Linked DNA regions of Mus musculus: regions 1, 3 and 4 are each linked to region 2. Evidence: chromatin contacts called from public ChIA-PET and Hi-C data. All regions are on one chromosome and are shown on one strand. Each heading gives the region's core, a stretch centred on a gene start, on an enhancer-like site or on the middle of the called end of the contact. The rest is flanking DNA. Distances are from core to core; before and after follow the strand shown. Region 1 has its middle 110 kb from the start of Gm39494. Region 2 holds the start of Bcor (BCL6 interacting corepressor). Region 3 holds the start of Med14 (mediator complex subunit 14). Region 4 has its middle 45 kb from the start of H2al1a.

What was found. A called contact is a pair of places that touch in the nucleus more often than the background predicts. ChIA-PET counts read pairs in DNA pulled down with a chosen protein or histone mark.
Region 1: a Hi-C map of cerebral cortex shows a contact between it and region 2, with 5 times the contacts expected there. The contact joins the enhancer-like site here to the promoter of Bcor in region 2. A contact is called at or near these places in 1 of 484 Hi-C or Micro-C datasets (cerebral cortex) and 6 of 115 datasets of contacts at active chromatin or transcription factors (embryonic forebrain, embryonic hindbrain, embryonic midbrain and 3 more).
Region 3: a contact with region 2 is called in an RNA polymerase II ChIA-PET map of memory CD8 T cells, with 11 read pairs. The contact joins the promoter of Med14 here to the promoter of Bcor in region 2.
Region 4: a contact with region 2 is called in a Hi-C map of cerebral cortex, with 4 times the contacts expected there. The contact joins the enhancer-like site here to the promoter of Bcor in region 2. A contact is called at or near these places in 2 of 484 Hi-C or Micro-C datasets (cerebral cortex and uterus) and 6 of 115 datasets of contacts at active chromatin or transcription factors (T-cell acute lymphoblastic leukemia, craniofacial prominence, embryonic forebrain and 3 more).

Annotation. Positions count from the first base shown.
Region 1 is chrX:11,099,872-11,102,571 of GRCm38.p6, forward strand. No RefSeq gene overlaps it. Among named protein-coding and RNA genes, the nearest start is that of Gm39494, 110 kb to the left of the region's middle. Within about 2 kb of position 1,295, at least 3 of the 459 cell types and tissues checked have an H3K27ac peak or open chromatin away from gene starts, as enhancers often do. A contact at or near this core is called in cerebral cortex, where this site is marked.
Region 2 is chrX:12,079,278-12,081,977 of GRCm38.p6, forward strand. Bcor (BCL6 interacting corepressor) reads right to left here and starts at 1,276. Exons shown (of 15, transcript NM_029510.3): 1 at 541-1,276.
Region 3 is chrX:12,760,592-12,763,291 of GRCm38.p6, forward strand. Med14 (mediator complex subunit 14) reads right to left here and starts at 1,382. Exons shown (of 31, transcript NM_001048208.1): 1 at 876-1,382. The coding sequence starts at 1,108. It overlaps Gm14634 (predicted gene 14634), which reads left to right and starts at 1,687. Exons shown (of 5, transcript NR_045852.1): 1 at 1,687-2,395.
Region 4 is chrX:11,252,898-11,255,652 of GRCm38.p6, forward strand. No RefSeq gene overlaps it. Among named protein-coding and RNA genes, the nearest start is that of H2al1a, 45 kb to the right of the region's middle. Within about 2 kb of position 1,379, at least 28 of the 459 cell types and tissues checked have an H3K27ac peak or open chromatin away from gene starts, as enhancers often do. A contact at or near this core is called in cerebral cortex and uterus, where this site is marked.

The sequences.
Region 1 (2,700 bases), core at 45-2,544, 980 kb before region 2:
CTGTCCTCCTTGGAGTAGAGAGCCCAACCCAGGACAGTCTGACACCTGCCAAAGGCAAACACACATACTTACCATGGCTCCTTTTGGAAGGGCCAGTACTGTCTGTAGTCCTCCTGTCTCCAGGAGACCCAATTCAGAAATGCAAGCCTATTCTTAGTCTCAGCTTATTCAGACGGTTCGGCCTTTGATGGGGTTCCCTAGAAACAGAGTCCTAGAAAGGAACTGAATAGATAATACTGAAGTGTGCAGGTACCACACAGCTGCCTCTCTTCGGAAAAGGAATGTGGGATTTTTACCCCCTCCCCCATCACCCTTTACTGTTCAAAGGGCAGAGGCAATAGCTAATCAAGTGTTTAGGGACAAGAGGGCTCCCATCCCATCCTGGGAAGGTGTGGACCAGTGTTAGCAGCTGAAGGATGGGACACCAGCTGCATCTCCCACGGGCATATTCCTTTGTTGTTGTTTGCCTCACTTAATTTAACTTTTACATCGCTGTAAAGCATGAATTTACATGATCCCCATTTTATAAACATGGCACCTATTGCTAAGCACAGATTGCCACCGGCTAACTGAGCATCCTAGACAGAACAGACAAGAATGAGCTTTGAAACTGTATTTCCAGGTTCTCTCACAGACCTGGTCAGATCCTCAGCTGGCCACAATTTTGCTCCTCCCAAATTCTAGGGTGCAATGTAGGCTTCAGAAGTCTCTCAGGTACCTGGCTTTCTCTCCAGACCCCTTTTCTTACACTTGCTTTTCTGTGGTTTCTTTTTTTTACAAAATTCTTCATGGGATGGTGAGGGGGGAGTGGCACTGAGTCACAAGAAACATAAAATTGTCTCCTTCCTTTCTCCCTATTTCCTTCCATTCCTGACAACCCCTTTCTCCATGTCATGTTCCCCCACACACACTGCCTCTCCTTCTGCCTACTTCTTTTCATCTTCACCTTCTCATCCTCTCTCCTTGCCTTTCTTTTTCTTTCCATCCTTCACCTTCCTATTCTCTTCATCTTTTTCCTCCTCTTCACCCACCACCCCACTTCTTGTCACTCTCACTCCTGACCCCAGATAAGCCTGCAGTCCTCAGCAGTTGGCAACTGAGAAGTTGCTGCAGTGTGCCCTGTGGGGCTTGGAGAAGATGGTCTGTCATCTCAAGGTGCTGTCTGGCGGCTCCAGACAATGCTCCATGCCTACCACTGCCAGCTGAGTAGCCTCCCATCCCCTGGCTTCCAGTCTATGTGGAGCAGGAGGCAGTACCAGGATTCACCTCAGAGTGGCAGTCCTGGGGCAGGGCAAAGAGAAGAAGCCGGATGGGAGATTAGGGAGGCTGAGATAGGAAGTGAATCATTCCGTCTTGATTCTTAGGAAGAGCAGCAGAGTTCAGGTCTAGAGTCTCAGAATGGTTGAAGGATGAGGGATCTGCTGCCCCATATGGAAAGTAAACCTTGATGCCCAGATCATGCAACTGGACTTTGAACACCTTGGTCTGCGAGTCTGACCCTTTAAGTTCTCTTATGCTACCAGTCCAAGGGTGCCCTGCTGTCTTGCCACCACCAACTTCCCTTCCCTGCTTCCTTCCCTTCTTTGATAACCTCCTACTTTCTGAATTTTATGTCCTGGTTCCCTGAGTGAAACTGAACAAAATCAAAGTTGGCTTGAGTCTATCTCTCTGCCGTTCTTACAGGTTATGGGTGGCTTTCGTGTGAATTAGCAGGTACTCTTTGTAGGCAGACCCACCATGAGAGTCAAAGCAGCCGCCAGCCCCATTGTACAGGTAAGGCTATGAGAGCTCAGGATTCCGTGTACTCGTTCTAGCATAGGATATCTGAGGACTTCCCTGAAACAATGTTCAGGGTGAGTGCTCTGTATGTAAAGGGAAACAATTCAAAGGGGGAGATGTGCTCAGTTATAAGCGGTATCAAGCAGCTATGGAGATGTTAAGGCCCAAGCTAAAAACCCAGAAGATGACCTCTCATACCTCTACGTAAACCCACAGGGTTTTCACGTGCTCCCAAGAAACACTATATGACCTGAGCAGACCTTTGAGAGGCACATGCACGTTTCTGTTTTGTCCATGAGAAGAGGACCAAGGAGGCCTTATGGGAGGGTAAGATAAAAAACAAGCTAGCTTGTTTAGACTTCCTGCTTAGAGCTGACATTTCAGACTTGGGTGGAAATCATCAAGCCTTGTACTGGCTGACCCCAGGCTGGAAAGCAAATCTCATGAAACCTTGCTCTCTCAGTAGAGCCTCAAGAGTCAAGTACGCTTTGCATTTTTTCTCCCATGTTGCTATCTGACAGGTAGAAGAGGCACTTGCTAGGCACCCAGGAATGGGTGAGTCTTACTTTGAACAATCTCATGAAAGAGTGGGGACAGAAAGAGAATGAAGCTCTGCAGGGTACTTGGTGCTTTGCAACCTGCACAGGACCTTCACAAACACTCCCAGTATTCACCAAACACCCCTGGAGCATGGGTTTGGCAGCTGTTGTACCCCCATTTGTCAGATGAGAAAACTGAGGGTCAGACATGTTGCACAGCCCACTGGAGGAGTATGTAGCTAGGAGGAAAAGGAGCGAAGCCGCCAGCACAGACTCAGTGATGTTCACATGCCTTTGCTAGTGCTCTGTGCTGAAACTGGGGAGAAGGGGCTTATGGAAATGGGTCCTTTGAGTGATTGTTCTTGCTGCTCAGGTTCAGGGA
Region 2 (2,700 bases), core at 26-2,525:
ACGCTCAAGCCGGCGTTCCACTCGGAGGCACCGCCGGGCCCCAGGAGAGGCCAGACGAAGCGGCGGCGGCTGGGGGTTTTTACAGTTCTTTTCCGAGTCGAAAAAGAAAGCAGACGGGAACCCGCCGCCCTCCCCTTCCTGCTAGCGAGGTAACGCCGAGACGAGGTTCCCAGCTTCCAGCCCAGCACCCCCCCCCCCGCCTGACTCCCGACGCTCGGCGACGACCGCGCTCCCGCGCAGACACACAGAGGCTGCAAACTTCCACTCGTTCAACTCCCGATCCTCCCAACCCCTCGGGAGGCGGCAGGTCCTCCGTCGAGTCCCTCCCTCCCTGGTGCCCATGCGGGGGCCGCTTAGGTTGGCTGCATTTTTAATAACTTGCAGCTCTGATGTAAAACCGAAAGCGAGCAAGGTAGCTAAGCCTCCCAACGGGGGTCTACCGAAGTCGGAGGAGAAACCCTCGGAGGGAGGAGGTCGGCTGCAGTCCCCGGCGCGCCAGCCCGCCCGCGGCCCCCGGGGAAAGGTGTTCCGGGCACTGACCTGAAATCCCCAGTCGGGAAGTAGGCAGGGAGCCCTGCGATCCGGCGCTTTGAAGTTTTCCCCGGAGCGGAGTCCAGGCGGCGAGGAAGATCCGGGGGCGGCTGGCTGGGTGAATGTGTGCGGGGTCGGGAGAGGGCGGCTACGTGAAGGAGCCCGGCCGGGAAAGCGCAGCGAGCAGCAAAGTTTGGCTTCCTCTGGTGCCCGCAGTCCACTCCCAGCGCCGCGCTCGCTCGCCGCCGACTGCAGCCGCTCTGCTGCCCTCGGGGTCGGCCCGGCGGAGGGGTGGGCTCTGGGCCGCGTGGGGGTGGGGCGGGGCGGGGCGGGCTGCGAGCTTCAGGGCAGGTGGCGACGGCCCCGCGCGATCCTCTCCTCCCGCAGCTGGCCCGAGCTCTGTCACCCTCAGCAGCTCCCGCGCCGCCGCTGCCGCCCGCGCTCGGGCAAGAGCCCCAGCGCCATGTTGACGGTTCGCCGAGAGCGCCCGCTCGGGCTGGGTGTGTGTGTGAGTGTGTGTGAGCGAGTGTGTTGGCCAAGTCGTCCCTCCGCGGCGACAGCGCGGCTCGGGCTCTCCGCCCGGCGGCTCGCGTGCTCCCCCTCCGCCACCGCCGCCCGCCTCGCTCCCGCTCTCGGTCGTGCTCTGGGTTCCGGCGCGTCTCCCCCTCGGCCGAAGAGCTCGGTCGCCGTTCGGCCCGGAGCGCAGCTCTGCCTCACCTTGCCGCTGGGAGCTCAGGCTCCGTCTGCTGCCGCACGCCGCGATCCCAACGCGTCCCCCCTCCCAGGTTCCCTCCTCTTCCTCCTCCCCCTCCCTCCGCCCGCCCTCCCTCCCTCCCTCCCAACAGCCGCCTCCCCTCCCCCCTCAGGCGCAGCGCTCGAGCGACAGCCGCCCGCCCGCCCGCCGCCGCCGCCGCCTCCAGCTCTCGCAAGTTTGAGATCCCCAGTCTCCGCTCACCCTCCGCTGCGGCGCCTCCGCGGTGGGGTTTCGGGAGGGGGTGATTCCCCAGGAAAGGTTCGCCCGACTTTCCCCGGCCCTCACGGATTCCCAGCCGGGTGCATTGGGGCCTCGCCACATCTGAACCCCAAACCACCTGGGTGGCGGGTCGTGTCCTCGTACCCCCCCCCCAACTCTACCGCCCTCTGTCCTCTCCGTCCCAGCTCCGGCCGAGTTAGCATTCACGCCCAGCCAGGGCTCACGTCCTAGGGTATTGGAGACCGACTCCGCAGCGGCGACGGCTAGGTCGGCCAACAAATCCCCAGCCCCAAGAATGGGGGGCGGCGGGGCGGCGGGGCGGCGGGGGAGGCTTTCCCTGCCGCGCGCCGAGACTCCCCTTGCTACCCAGAAGGCCAGTGGAGGACCGCAATTACCATAAAGCGCCTCGCACTCCTCTCAGCCAAAGCTGTCAAACCCCAGCGGCAGGCGCCACTGCCTCCTCTCGCCACCAGCGCTGCGCTCTCCCGGCCTAGCGTCCCCTCCGAGAGCCAGCCCAGCAGAGCCTGAGTGCGCGTGGGCGTCCACCCCCACCGCACCTCGCCCCTTCTTCCCAGAGGAGCTACTTCCCCTTAAGGCGCTAAGAGCTACGTGAAAACACCACCACCCGCAACAGTGGCAGTTCCGCGCCCTTGCTCCCCGGACATTTCAATTGTGTGGGAATTGTGTTGAGGTGGGGGGCTGCTCTTGGGGACACAAGGGGGTGGGAGGACCATAAAGGGACCTGGGATGAGCCTGAGTTTCTCCCAGTTCTTAAGCATTTCACAGTCCGGACCTCCGATGGCTGGAAGGTCTGCCCTCGTCTCTCACCTCGGCCTCGTGAGAGTATCTCCCGCGTTTTATTTTACTTGGCCGGGAACAACTTTTGGCTTCACCGTTCAGCCCATAAATTTTCACTCGGTAACGTCGTGCAGATCAAGGCTCGGCGGCAGTGTACAGCCTGCGCCCGCAGCAGTTCAATCCAATTGACACGTATCGAGCTTCTCCTACGCACCAGGAGCAGCTCTGGGCGCCAGGGGGGGATGGGGGGCGGGGAAGGGCAGGCAAGCGAAAGGGGGAAGCCGAGAAGCGAGGTTCAGGCCTCCCCGGAATGCAGAGCCTCAAGGACGAACACCGCTCCAGTTTGAAAAGCTGGCGGGAAGGGAAGTCAAGGCACACAGGCTGGGAGCCCTGACACC
Region 3 (2,700 bases), core at 132-2,631, 680 kb after region 2:
CTGAAAGGGAATGTTTTACAAGAGTAAGTGAAGCCCGCCCTAATTCTTTTAGTCATGTACAATGTAATTCTCCAGTAACAAAGTATTGCAAGATACATCCTAGCGTCTACATACTAACGTATTTCCCTGGAAACCTGAGGGAGCCTAACAATAGGTAAAAAGAAAACTTTTATGGACCTCAGGTAGAAGATGCTAAAGAGTTTCAAATTTTCCTAGTACCTTTTATTCACATAGTGAACCATCCGTGTAGTCGGCTTGTACTCTGAAGGTATTAACACCCTAATCACGCCCCAAGGCATTTCATAGGTAACTAGACTGAAACCCGGAGGCTCATTAGAAAAAAAGTATTCTACTTTCACTACATCCATAAAGACTTAACACGCTTTCAAATGTTGCAGAAAGAATCAGAATTTATAATGTAATTGTTTTACACAGAATCGACCTCCGGCATTTTAAGAGAAACAATTGCAACCTTCATTTAAAACATTGTCAAAAAAGATGTAAAACATTTCCCTTCGTTGAAAATCCCGTTCAGTTCGAATTCTACGTAGTCCTCAATGCTTACTCTTCGACTTAGGTTTTTAGAAAATATTCCACATAGAAATTAATACACTTCTGTTGGGAACTCAAGACAAAAATCCCAAAGACAATCTTCAGCGCAAGTGTTAACATGCGAAACTAACCAGTCTCCGTGCTTTCATCGTCAACCAGATCCCCAATAGTTACCTCCTCCCTGTCCCCAGAACCTAAACCCCATGAATTTCCAAATTCTACGCTCAGCAGCCTAGCTCAGTAAATGGCAAGCATAAGCCTCTCTTGAAGGCGGGAAGGGCAAGTGAGGAGCCGGGAAGCAGGCATGGGTTCGCAGCACTTACAAGTCCGTCAACACCATAAGCTCCGAGTAGGCCCGGTGGAGCAGAAATTCGATGAGCGTGCTAAGCCGGTATCCAGGGCTAGCTGCCGCCGCAGCTGCCGCCGCCACAGCGGCTGCGGGCGGCGGGGGAGCCGGGGCAGACGCGGAGCCGCTGCTGCTGCCTCCGCCGCCGCTGCTGCCACCGCCGCCGCCAGGAGGGATCAGCTGGTGGTTGTCCAGCTGCACTGGGGCCATGGCGGCGTACAGCCCGGCTCGGGGCAACCGCCTGAGATGCGGCCCTGGAGCCTCCTCCCGGGCTCGGTGACCGCACCGAGGCGGGCGCGGGCAGAGTGGCCGCCGCCTAGCGCCAGGCCGCCTCTGAACAGGAAGCCGAGCCCAAGCTGCGGAGGCCCGCCCCCATGTAGGGCCGGGCCGGCCGGCCGCAGGGAGGCGAGCGTGGGGCGGGAGGGCAGAGAGGCGGGCCGGCCGCCACTCAAGTGGGGAAGCTTCCGCGACTGCTCAGCGGCCGCCCGGCCGGCGGGTTATAGCGTCCATGTTGCTGGGCCGAGAGCGGAAGTCGCCAGGCAGAACGGAAGGGGAACCCGCGGGAGGCCCTTTCCAAAGGCAACCTGCGACCGTTCCCCGCGCTGTGCTGTTCTGGGGGACAGGAGGAGGGGGTGCGTGGGAGAGGGGCGGAGCCAGGAGGTGCGTGGGCGGGAAAGCGGAAAGGGGGGTGGGCGCAAGGCGCCGGAAGCCGCGCCGCCAGTCCAGCGGCCGCGTCACAGTAACGTCAGTGGTCCCTAAGCGCTCTTTTTCCCCGCCTAGGCGACCGCAGCGGGACGGTGAACGGAGAAGGGTTGGCGGAGAAACCACCCGTCTCTCCTCTCGGGGCCCCAAAAAGGCGGCCTGCGGCGACCGCGCGCTGTGACTGTCCAACGCACGCTCCGCCCATAGGCGACCCTGGCGCGACGCGTGGGAGAAAACGTTACAGTCTCTTTTTTTCCTTTTTCCTTTTTTTTTTTTGTCAATTGTGGGACAAGAGCAACGACACAATAACGTCATTTGAATGCAGTCTCCTGTGTGCCGCGCCTTTGCTGTCACCCAAAGCCCAACATTGAAACACATGTAGTCCTTAAATCCTTTGCTGGTGTTCTTGGCTTTTGTCCCTGCCCTTGCAGTAGCCGCCCTATCCTGCCTGGGTTTTCATCTTTCCAACTACAGCCTCTTTCTCCCAAAATCCACATGTTTTGTCTGTTTTCTAATCTTGGCTTCTGTTTGAAACGAACTGCAAGCCTTTAAACATGTCTGTGGGTTCCCTCCACCTCCATAGATTCGGAAGCAATTGGTCTTTCGTGATGTCTGGGCTTCGAAAGTTTTTTTGTGTGCGTTTATTTTTGTTTTTTGTTTAGTAACCTAGCTATTCTCACGCACAAGTCACGGAAAAATTAACTGTTAAAAGCGTCTATTTTTGTGACCCTACCTAAACATCGTTTTGCAGCTTCATCTCTCGCAGGTGTAACAGATGCTCATGCTGATCGTAAGGTTAGACAATTCTCTTTGTTCTCCACTTGTACAATTGCAGTGCTCTTGATTCTTGGTCTCACTGTGTTGTCGGGGCTGGCATTTTTTAGCTCTTGAGCTCAAAGTAATTGGGATCACAAGCTCCTCCACTACCTCATCCATTTTTCAGATTGATAAATCATGTATTTATGGGGTACAGTGTTAAATTGCATATGTTTATGGGGTACAGTGCATGAATACACTCCCGAATGAACAAATCGGACTCATTGACTTTGATCACCTCTCATACTTTATTCTTTGTGGTGACAGCTAGAATATACCACCAC
Region 4 (2,755 bases), core at 129-2,628, 830 kb before region 2:
GCAAGCTAGAACAGAGAGGTTTGTTTAGGCTCATGGTTGTAGATGTTAGTGTCTAAAACTGGGTAGCCCCATTTATACCAACAGTGAGGGAAGCGGGCACATAATAGCAAGAAGGTCTGTCTGGAAGACATTCAGGAGATGCTCATGTCGCCAACTGAGAAGCATAGGGGTAGGTTACAGCAACATTGACATAAGGACCTCCCTTTAGGCTTCACCTCTTAAAGGTGCACACTGTCTCCCAATATCTCCATAATGGGAACCACTCTTTTACTTATGGACTTTTAAGGGACACTCATCCAAACTATAGCAAGAGGCACTCACTGGTAGGTTTTGAATGGCTAACTGAGGTGCCTATTAACATATCAAATTGAATGTTGGCCATCAAGTTCTCCCAGCATCCCTCAGTCCCTACCTGGCTACAGGATCCTTCTGGCTGGCATACCCTACCCCCTATCCTAAACCTCTCCAGGCCATGGACTGTGCCTGACTTTTCGTTCCACCAGCTTCTCGGATTGCTATATAATCCAGCCATTTTGGTTATGCAGACCTTTAGGCCTTTTGGCCACTACTCTTGGTGTTCTGCCTCTCCCGTTTTTTTCTTGCCCTCTCCTCACATTCACTAACGTGGGATGGGCAAGGGTATATGAGCAGTATATTGACAATGCCTACTATGTTCCTTAGAACAAGGGACCAGTCCTGTCCCACATCAGCTTTTCAGGCAAGAGGACTCAAACTCTGGCCTCAGACACATGCCAGAGAAGTCTACCCTTCAGCAGTAGGTGGCAGCTTTGCTCTCTAACCTGAGGTCTGTATATGTATGCTCAGGCCCCACACAGATGTAGTGAAGATGAGAACTAAGAAGTAGAAAGCCAGTTGAGGGTTTCGAAAGAACTTGGGACCCCCAGAGAATTGATTTTCAGGGAAGGCACCATGTGCTCAGCCCCTCAAATGAGCTTGGCAGATGGGAACGTCTTTCTGTGATGCCCCTTCAGTGGATGTCATTCTCTGACTGACAAGAGAATGGCTGGCACTATTACCATGGCAACCAATAACAGCCCACCCAAAGACCCTTCTACTGACAGAAAAGATGGAGCACAAACCAGAACTCAGGAACTCCACCTCCACAAATGACAACCAGAGCCAGAGGTAGGTGGCTTTTCTTTCCTCTTGACACTGTAATTATTACCCTGATCCTATGCATGTACTCATACAAGTACTTGGGTGGCACACACACACACACACACACACACACACACACACACACAACACCCAAAGCTGGTTGGGCCTGGGAAAACAACTGTCACAATGTTGTGCTGACTTGCTGGGTAAGCAGGAACAAGTGGGTGTCTCTGTTTTCCCCTGCATGTAATGATTCAGATGGTACCAGTTCCATGGCCTCGACCGTGGGAGGAGGCAAGAGCTGACGCAAGAGCGTCTGGGAGGCATTTGGAGCATCTTGAAAGAAGTCGCTGAAAATTCCTGTTATGAAATGCAAAAGTCTTCCTTTCCTTTTCTGTTGAAACCTTTTGCAGTTTTTAAATTGCAGTTAAGGTCTTCCCAATCAGCAGTTCTTCTGAGAGCACGAAGCAAGCAGAGTCGCTGACCACAAAGTGAAGGGAAAAATAAAATGTGAATTCAAACCATTTCCTAACTTGCGGCCAGATTCCAGTTTGGACTTTAAAAGCTTCCTCTCTGGTCAGCTTCCTGCACTGACGCAGCATCCCCCCCCCACCACCACCTCCCCAACCCCCGCCTCCCACCGCTACCACCAGCAATGCTCACTTAGCTCTGAGAGACTGTGTATTCCTTGCTATTAGAGATTGAAAACAGGAAATGAAGGGGCCTATAGGGGGATGGGAAAGCTTAAAACAACTTCAGAGGACAAGCTGATGAAGTCATAGATCGTATCGCCCTGCCTTTTCCATGTCGGGTTTCTTTAAAGATAAGGTAGTGACTCAAAATGGGCTGCCTTTTTTTTTTTTTCAAGATGGAAGCAAAGGAGGATTTTCTTTAATATCCTCTTCCCTCCCAGTGTTTCCAAAGATAACCAGATGAGAGAAGTGACTCGATCCACGTGCATGTAAAATGCGATTACAGGACAATTTCCCCATTGTGGTCCCTGAGGGCTGAGGCAGGAGGGGAAGGCAGGGGGAGGCAGGAGATGAAGAGGAGGCCAGTAGCCACTAGGCCTTGCATTGTTGATGAGAGTTCGTTAAGGCCCTACTCCAGCTATAGGGAATTTTGTGACCAATGGCTGATGTGCAACTAAATGGGATGTTGTGGCCTAAATCAAGTGAATGATGGGGCCTGACAGGAGCAGGAAGAAAGGGAAAGATGCTGCATATTCAGGACCTGCCTGTGAGATGGGAGGCAATGCCATCAAAATACCAACATGTAGACATATTCCACCATTGCAGGTGCCCAGACAGTGCCAGGCCAGGCTGTACTGTCAGATGAAGAGTGGCTTGTAAGAGTCCAGGGGACCAAGGTGAAGTGGGGTCCAAGAGGGAAGGCAGGCATCCCAGCCAGGCACTCCCCTGGGGAAGGAGTAACCCCTGATGCAGATGCTGAGAGGAGCAGTCAAAGGAGAAGGGAGGGGCCTGGGAGGGCTCTATGGGAGCAAAGATCTAGGATCCCCCAGCAACGGGACCCACAGACTTCAGTTCAAATCCGATTCTGCTACAGACCTGTTCCCTAAGCCTCAATTTTCTTTCCCACAGAAGTGGCCACTGCCTATAGGATTGTAGGATTGATA